2 separate regions of the Anser cygnoides genome follow, and region 1 is linked to region 2. A link is a contact called in public Hi-C data. All regions are on one chromosome and are shown on one strand. Each heading gives the region's core, a stretch centred on a gene start, on an enhancer-like site or on the middle of the called end of the contact. The rest is flanking DNA. Distances are from core to core; before and after follow the strand shown. Region 1 holds the start of CRIM1 (cysteine rich transmembrane BMP regulator 1). Region 2 holds the start of FEZ2 (fasciculation and elongation protein zeta 2).

Region 1 (4,917 bases), core at 201-2,700, 190 kb before region 2:
ATGGGGCCTTTAATGAGATCACCTTATCATTTGCTTTCCAACTCTGTTCAAAAATATTGTATCAGTTCAAATGCTGATGCCTGGTAGATGGTTGCTTCTCATTGTCCATTACTTTTTGAGATATGTCAGCTAAATGGCCCTAATCCATGTAGCGCATGCTGTACGGGCGGCATTTCATCACAGTAATGTTGTACTGAAAAACACAGACCAAGACAAGTGCCTTGCAAGCTACTGGGGCGAATTAAAACATTTGTAGTTCTTGAAAAATAAACTTTAAAAACTTAGTTTAAATTCTGAATGGATCCGAATACAGTCAGCCAGTCTGATATGATGAAGACGTGATTATTTTTAATAGAGAAAATGCTTTATTTTTCACCGTCAGGTTACACAGCTGCACTGTTTCCATTAGAGATGGGCCTATGATGGTGACGGGGAACCTTTGCTACAAGGAGACACTTCGGCAGGAATGCATGAGGGCGATTTACAGGGCTTTTTCCACAGCAAAAAGATACACCGTTGCTGACAAAGCTTTACTGTAGCGCTCCTCCTGCTGCTGGCAGCAAGTTGCCTTTTGCCTTGCCCTCACGCAGATCTCCCGTCGACACCATAACTGGCTCTTTCTCAGAACGCGGGCGTTTGGAGGAGCCGTGCAAGCCATACCCTGGCACCCTCCTTAATCACCTAGATTAAGTTTCCAGAGCCTCCCTCCTAAAATTTCCCTCAGCGTTGGCACCGCTGCGGGCAACCGACGGCTCCCCGGGCCCGGCGTTGCGCAGCTGCCCTCACCCCACCTGCCTAGCGAACCGCTTCGTTCCCTCCATCCCCCCAACTCCGTGACGCTGTGGCGGCGGAGTAAGCCTCCCGCACAGCCCTCAGGCCCCCCGGGCCGCCGCGGAGAGCCTGCCCTTCCTTCCCGGAGCCGCCGGGCTGCGGCGGGGGCAGCCTCTGGGCAGCAGCAGCTCCCTGCGTGCGGCGGGGCACGGAGCGCCGCCGCCTGCTGGCCCTGCGGGGGCGCCGCCGGCCGCGGGGAGCCCGGGACGCGGCCGCCGTGCGAAGGGCAGCGGGGAGCGGCCCGCAGAGCCCCGGCGCTGCGGGGACGGGACGGGAAGGGACGGGACGGTGCGCGGGGGGCTCCCCGTCCCGCACCCCTCACGGGGAGAAGGGAGAGGAGGAGGAGGAGGAGGAGGAGGAGGAGGAGGAGGGGCGCGGGGCCCCTCTCCGCCCACGGGGTCCCCCCGGGGTCCTGCCCCCCCGCCTCGCCCCGCTCGGAGCCCCGGGCGGGGGAGGGGAGGGGCGGGACGGGACTGGGGGAGGCGGCGGCCGCCGTGGGGCCCAGGCTGCTGCCGCCGCCCGCCTCGGCTGCGTCGCTCCCCAGCCCCGGGAGCTGGGGGGAGAGGAGGAGGAGGAGGAGGAGGAGGAGGAGGGAGGGCGGGGCCCGCCGGGGAGCTAGCCAATGGGAAGGCGCGGAGGGGCATCGGAGGCGGGGAGAGGGCGATCGCCGCCCAATGGGGGAAGGGCAGAGGGCGCACTCGGAGCGGGGCGAGTCGCAGGCAGGAGGCGAGTCGGGGCTCGGGCAGCGAGCGGGGCGCAGCGCGGGGAGCGCGGCGGAGCTCGGCGGGGCACAGCGCAGCGCAGCACCAGCAGCCGTCGCCGCGCCCAGGGGCTCGCGGCCGCCTGCCGCTCACTGGCCTTGGACGGGACCGCCGGGGCCGGGAGCCGCGGGACGGCCGGACCGACGGACGCCGCTTCCCGGAGGGGGCAGCGGGCGGAGCCGCCGCCGCCCGGCGCAGAAGTTTGGCTGAAGCGGCCGCCGCCGAGCGAGGAAACTTTCCTCGGGGGGCCGCGGGCGGGGGCGGCGGGAAGGAGCCGCGGCACGCTCGGGTCCGCCGCCCGGCGCGGGGGCTCCGGCGGGGCTCCCCCCGGCGCCGGGATGTACCTGGCAGCGGTCTCGGCGGGGAGGAGGCGCCCGGGCGGAGACGGCGGAGGTGGCGGCGGCTGGCACCTGGCGGCGGCGGGGTGGCTGCTGCTGCTGGCGCTGCTGCTGGGCGAGTCGGGGACGCGGGCGCTCGTCTGCCTGCCCTGCGACGAGTCCAAGTGCGAAGAGCCCAAGAGCTGCCCCGGCAGCATCGTCCTGGGCATCTGCGGCTGCTGCTTCATGTGCGCCCGGCAGCGCAACGAGAGCTGCGGGGGCGTCTACGGGCTGCACGGCGCCTGCGACCGGGGGCTGCGCTGTGTCATCCGCCCGCCGCTCAACGGCGACTCCATCACCGAGTACGAAGTGGGCGTCTGCGAAGGTGAGAGGCGGACGGAGACCCCCCCCCCCCCCCAGCCCTCCTCCCTCCGGTCCCCGGGTCCTCCGAGAACCCGACCCCCGGCGGCGGGACCCGAGGCGGGGCCGCCCCGCTCCGCCCGAGGTGGGGAGCCCGGGGCCGCCCCGCTCGGCTCCTGCTCCGCTCCTTCTTTGCTTTGCTCTGCCCGGCCCCCGCCGCCAGTGCGGCTTTCGGGCCCTTCTGCCCGGCAGACTGCTGAAAAGTTTTTTTTACCCTTCAGTTTTGGTAGCTTAAGCTAACGTCGGGCGCTCCCAGTTTCATCGCTTCCTTAGTAGCTCGGTAGCTTGCGTCAAGCCGGCCAGCTACTGATCCCCTGCTCGGGTTGCTCGGTAAGAGAGGACCTGGCAGCGGCTTGCCAGATTGAGATCAGGGGAGGTCAGTGCTACACGCATGATGTCTGTTCCGGATTCCTCCTCTGTAAGGAAACACAAAGGCTGATCATCTGTTGTGAAGTTTTCCTTCCTGTTCCTGTCACTTAATATCTGCCCGCCCGCACATGCTGGGTGCACGATAAGGCAGGCTGGCTTTTCCCTGCTCCCACAGCAAGAGGGATCCCCAGGCCCCGACTCTTCCCCAAGTCCCCCCGGCTGCTCTCCCGCTGCTTGCGAGGTGATGAGCTAGCACAGGGCACGAGAGAAGTTTGCTTGCACCCCCTCTTCAAATTGTGTGTCTATTGGAGAGCTTAAATTTTCTTCTTTATGCTTTTTTACAAAAGGCCAAAGAGAAGTCTTTTAGTCTCCCTTGTTTTGCCCTGTCCCTCCAGCTCTCTCTTCCCCCAAGTCGAGGGAAAACATGGCGCTGTAAAGAGATTACAAATAACCAGTAGTTTGGGATATGTATAAATGTATGTGAGACTTAGAGTGCGAGCTTCGACAATTCTGGAAAATAAGAGCAAGGCTTGCTCCTCTCAGCGGGTAGAGGGCAGTAGAAAGTCCAGAAAGCTGTTGAGGCAGCATCTGTCCAAAAACTTGCATTTAAAATGATACACTGTTTTGAGAGAACTAAAACTGATCCTTTTTAGTGGGCATCTGACCTTTATTCTGGCACAGGTTATTATTTGAAACTCCGTTCACTTTGCTCACGAGTGAATCGCATCAAGTCAGGGTATCCCATCTGTAGCTGTCGCTTAGGTAGGGCTGGCTTCAGGGTTAAAAGCTCCGTTAAAGAATTAAAAATGGCTCTGAACTGCTTTGAAGACCTTCGTTGAGTCCGTGAGGCTGATTGTGTATGTTTCTGTAGACTTTTTTCTAATGTGTTGGTAAAGTTATCTTTAAAAGAAAAGTTCAGGTATATAGAGAAAAGGTTCTTCGAAAAACCTACCTTGTTTTGGATGAGTTTCTCTTTTCGCATGTTTTTAAGCAAAAGACTGTCTTAAATGGTTTGTTTTTTTCCCTCCCTTGGTTAAAGGAAATGAAAGCTTACAGTCATTAAACGTCTCAATGTTCCAGCTCCCTTACTGTATCGCAGTACGGTCGTCTCTGGCAGTTTAGGAGTATTTCATTCCTTTGAAGTGATGCAATCTGTACGTTGCTGTAGTTCAACTCGTAACACGTCCCATCTACTGTTGAAAATAGTATGAAGCATTTGTTGGCAAGACTGCGTTTCAATTAGTGTTGTGGTTAGAAACTAGTTCCAGCTGTCCCTATAGGAATAGTCGGAGAGATAACTTATCTATTTAATTTTCATTCTCGTAAATGAAAAGCAACTGAGCTAAACTGTCAGCCTAATAAATAGTACTGGAATACCTATTAGTGAATTGTCAGGAAACTGCCTCTTTCCAAGCAATAAAAACAATTGTGTTGCTCTTTATGGTGTGTATTGTGTATGAGGCTTGACAGCAAGGGGGGAAAGAAAAATGAGACTTAATGTACTACCTCCCTTCACTGAAATAAGGTTGATTAGCTCTGTGTTTTTAATTGGTGTGACCAATTGTGTGACCAATTGACAGTTGTGCACTTTACATGCACATGTGAAACAGAATGGGCTGGTGATATCTGATGTATCAATAATACTAAGCAGTGTTTTTCTAAGCAGATTTTTTTAATCCTGTCTTTTGGGAGTGTAAGCCCTGTGCTACCTACCCCAGTTCAGGGAGGAGGAAATGGAAGTGATTTGCAGAACTGTGTGAGTAGAAACTGATGGGTTTTACTCCTTCCCGTCTCTAGCCTTCTCTTTCACTGCAATTTTTTACACTGAAATGACCCCTACTGGCTACAGTTATAAGCATTTCTTTTTAATTTTTAATCTTGAGTGTGATGCTCTGGCTTAGTTTAGCATATCAATGCATATTTGGCTACAGAAAACTCGAAGCTGTAATTACACCAGGTAAAAATATTTGCATGTTAATTTGGTATTAGTATGAAATATGACGAGTGCCTTAACATTCTTAAGGGAGCTCTATGATGCCTGATGGAGAAGTTTCCATGGAACCTGTCACTGATGGCCACTGTTTCTGAAACTAGAAGTAGTTGATTTTTTTTTTTTTCTTTTTTTTAAATCATCACTTACTGGTGAAATCTGTTACTATTTCTAGGTTCTTTGCTTCACCCATCTAAAGCCTGGAGAAATTCCCTAGTCACCTTCCCAT
Region 2 (4,403 bases), core at 1,360-3,859:
TTTTTTGTTTGTTTGTTTGTTTTGTCTTGTTTTGTTTAGTTTTTCCTTCTATTAATTTGTAAGTTAATAGAATTGATGTAAAGTTCTGGTATGTATCTTTCTGAGAGAAGGAGTTTTTCAGCTTAACTACTTCCTGTGTGGAAAGAATGGCCTCATTTTCTTTCTTTTTTACCCTACCCCCTTGATGGTTTTATTTCATACCCTTTACTTTATGCATTCAAAGAAGCAGTGGATCATCATTTACATACCACCCATTAACTGAGAGACCTGCATCTTCATTTTTTTTCTAAAAAGCCCTAGAGCTGTTCCACACCTTTTGGCCAATCTTGCCATTGTTTGTAGTTCTTATTCTATTATATCTTTCTGATGTCAAGGCCAAAAGAACAGAAAAAGTCCTCGTTGTTTAAATGTGGTACACCCTAGAACTAGCATATTTACTGTTTTGATTGCTACTTGAAAATGAGTCCATGTTCTTAGAAAGCTGGCTTTAATAATCTAAAATGCCCAAGTAATTATAGTTATTGCAAAGCCCATAAATGACTTTGACTAGGACAGATTGTTATTTTTGGTCATCCCTTTACATTTCTATCTGCTAAATTTCCAGCAATTTCCCTTTCTAGTTAACTGTTCCAGCATTTTTGTTCCATCCTGTTATGTCTGTGGAAGACTGTCGCTGACAAACATTTGGATTTTTCATGTGGACAGAACATGAAACAACTGTATGCTAATGTGTAAAATGATGGTGCAGCCACATTTGAACACTCTAAGCAGTCCTGACCTCCTTTGCCCTACTACCAGCATCAGAAAGGATTGTAATTGGAATGCCCATATAGACTAGGGCTTGACAGGTTGAAAAAGCTGTAACTGAGCAGGATAAGACAAAGGTCTTTACCTGAATGACACAAAAATGCTTAACAGGGAATTATTTTTTCCGCCTGCCTTGTCTCTTTTCAAACATCAGGTGGGAAGAATGAAAAACTTAAGGCTCAAAACAAAGGAAGGTTAGCAGAGAAACTTCGAATCATTGAATCATCTAGATTGGAAAAGACCTTCAAGATCTAGCTCAACCATCAACCTGACCTAACATGTCCTATCACCAAACCCTGTCACGTCCCCATGGCTCTTGAATACCTCCAGGGCTGGGACACCACCATGTCCCTGGACAGCCTGTTCAGATGCCTATCCTACCCTTTCTGTGAATAAATTCTTCACAATATCCAATCTGAACCTCCCCTGGCATGGCTGGAGGCTGCTTCCTTGCATCCCATCCCTTGTCACCTAAGAGAAGAGGCCAACACACTCCTCAGTGGAAGCTCCTTTCAGGCAGTTGCAGAGTGTGATGAGGTCTCCTCATAGCCTCCTCCTCTCCAGACTGAACAGCCCCAGTTCCATCAGCTGCTCCTTCCTCACAAGTCTTGCTTTCTTCTCCCTTCACCAGCTTCATTGGTCTTCTCTGCACATGCTTGAGCCACTCAGTACCCATCTGGTAGGGGCCCAGAACTGAACACAATACACTTTGGGATACCAAAAGTTTGCAGAGGAATATAATAGTAGACTTAAAAAATAATAATAATAAAAAAATGATAAGCTATTGCTCATAAAGACGCAATGTAAAGATAGCAAAGAGTCACTAGAGTGACTCTGCTAATATAAAACAAGTATCTCCAGAAGTTATATGCTGGGTAGGCAGCCAAACGGGGGGAAACATAATAGCCAAAAAGCCCCCCGTGCTTCAGTTACGAGGTTCCAATGTTCCCAGTGCTCAGCCCCTACTTGCTGCCTCATGAGGACCTACTGCAGCCTCAGGGCTTTCCTGTGGCGGTCTCTTTGCTTGCACAAGTCGAAGATGCTCACTTAGTTGTGGGGAGCTGGGGGTCAGCCTCTTCTTGCAGATAACTAGTTGTAGGACTAGAGGGAATGGCCTCAAGTTGCGCCAGGGGAGGTTCAGTTTGGAAATGAGGAGACATTTCTTCTCAAAAAGAGTGGTTAAGCATTGGAATGGGTTGCCCAGGGAGGTGGTGGAGTCACCGTCCCTGAGGGTGTTTAAGGAAAGGTTGCACCTGGTGCTTTGGGACATGGTTTAGTGGGTGATAGTGGTAATACGGTGATGGTTGGACCTTATGATCTTGGAGCTCTTTTCCAACCTTAATGATTCTATGATTCTACACATCCGAAGTCCAATGATGAAATTAAGCAGCGACTGGCCATTTTTATTTTTTTACAAAAGTAGGACAGCGTCCCTGAAAACACCTCCGCTTCCGCCGACCGGCACCCGCAGGAGCCGCCACCTGCCCTGGAGGCGGATCCCTATCCCCACACCGCCTCAGGGCAGGCTGCGAGGGGCGAAGGTCCGCGCCTCCAGCCCGGAGGGCGGCGGGCACCGCGCCGGAGGTGACGGGCGGCCCCAGCGCCGCCGGCCGTGCCGTGCCGTGCCGTGCCGTGCCGTGCCGTGCCGTGCGCTGCCCCGCGACGCCGCCTTCCGCCGCCAACGGGTCGCGCGCGCCGCGCTCCGCCCCCTGCGGCCGTTGGGAGCGGCCGTTGGGCAGCCCTGTCCCGTCACGCGCCTCCTCCTTCCCCCTCCCGCCCCCGGAGCTGCGGGAGGCGCCGGGAGCGCGCACGGCCGGGGGCGCGCACGGCCGGGGACGCGCAGCCGGCGGCGGGGGGGGTGTCTCCGGGTGCCGCGATGGCGGCGGCGGCCTCGCAGCGGGACCCGGGCGACTGGCAGGACTTCTCCGGCTTCCAGCCCCCGCAGGCTGGCGGCGCTCCCGAGGCCGCCCGCGACAAAAGCGGCTGGGCCGGGGGGGATCTGGGGGCGAGGCTGTCCCTCTGCTTCCAGCCCCCGCAGGCCCGGGCTGGCGGCGGCGGCGGCGAGAGCCGCGTTCCGCTGCGGCCCCTCACGGAGCAGAGCGCCCTGCAGGACGACGAGTGAGTGCGGACGGGGGGACGGAGGGACAGACAGACAGACAGAGGGGAGCGGCGGTGCCCGGGGAGGCCCGGCCCGGCCTGAGGGGACAGCGGGGACGTGGGGCTGGCAGGGCAGGGCGCTCTGCGGCTCGTCCTGGCCTCGGGGCCCGGCCTCGCCGCTGCCTTGGGAGGGAGCCCTTTGGCTTTGGGTCCCGGAGCCGCCTGTGCCTGCGGCCCCGTGGGTGGGTGTCCGTCGCCCCAGACGGGACCGCTCCGGCAGGCGGAGCGGCTGGCGGTGCTGTGCCTTCGGCTGCTTGCCGCCCGCCCGCTGCTCTGCTTCACCGCTGGGGGCTGACCGGGGGGGGATGGAAAGCAGATAGAGAACGGGATCGCCGAGTTGCGACTGTGATAATTGCTGTCTCCCCCCAGCAGTAGACCACTTCTGACCTCTGCTGCCTTCCTGTTTTTATTTTACTAGTATCTATGTTCTCTCTTATAGTAAATTTCACTGTTAGCTTGTCTTCGTTATACAATCATAGAATTAGAAACACTGTCTTCATTATACAGTCACACTGCAGCTTTTCTGTTACTTTGAGGTAACTAAATTATGTCCCATTCCAAGAAAAGGGGGGGGGGGGAGGCACTCAGCAAATGACTGGGTGTCTGGTATAAACAGTGAGGTAAGTACGCAGAGCTGTGAATCAGAGATGTTGTACAGCAGGAGACTCTGTCTGCCCTTCTGTCTCTGGCTCAGGCATTCCTCTGACCTCCTGTGATCCTAGCTAGGCAACCGCTCCAAACACGCATCAACAGCATGTTGCTGTTGGCAGGGTTAGAGGCAGGGTTTGTTAGCTGACTTGAGATGACCTTCTGACGGGGCTGCTCAGTTTCAAAATCTCGACTGGTGTACCAGAACAGGACTGCATATGCAAGCCTAGAGTCCATTGTATACTGTAGACATGATTAAGATCAACTGTGAACAAGAGTGATGGACTGGGATCAGTGAGAGTACTTCTAGATAAAGCAAAATTACTGTAAAATTTTTAGCATAAGTTCTGCGTGTTCATTATTCAGTGATAAACAGAGAGGAAAAAAAGTATGATAAAAGTAGCTAAAGCAAGCCATAAAAATAGAAGTTTCGCTCAGATGTTGCTATTCAGCTAGTTGCTATTCTGCTAGTTCCCAATTTTAAATTGCAAAATGCGAGGAAAACGAGAGCAACAATAGGGAAAGAATTTATAGCTGAGATCAAATTTCATTAGGGGAGGGCTTGCCCACTCCCCAGGAAGATTTTGAGTATAGTTATGTAATTAGCAATGTGGCTGTCTCTTTGTTACCTTGCTTTATATTACTGCTGTGCATAAATTTTACATTTAAAATGAGAAATAAATGGGGTTTATTGAAAACCATTGTCACTTGACTTCAGAACTTGATAAAAAATAGTGTCAGTAACTTGCAGATGAATGTTTAGTAGTCATTGATTGAAATATGTTATCATT

Evidence for each region. A called contact is a pair of places that touch in the nucleus more often than the background predicts.
Region 1: a contact with region 2 is called in a Hi-C map of liver, with 7 times the contacts expected there. The contact joins the promoter of CRIM1 here to the promoter of FEZ2 in region 2. A contact is called at or near these places in 2 of 7 Hi-C or Micro-C datasets (both in liver).

The regions. Positions count from the first base shown.
Region 1 is chr3:36,156,294-36,161,210 of Taihu_goose_T2T_genome, reverse strand. CRIM1 (cysteine rich transmembrane BMP regulator 1) reads left to right here and starts at 1,450. Exons shown (of 14, transcript XM_066993908.1): 1 at 1,450-2,294. The coding sequence starts at 1,454.
Region 2 is chr3:35,972,656-35,977,058 of Taihu_goose_T2T_genome, reverse strand. It overlaps FEZ2 (fasciculation and elongation protein zeta 2), which reads left to right and starts at 2,609. Exons shown (of 9, transcript XM_048047735.2): 1 at 2,609-2,925. The coding sequence starts at 2,684.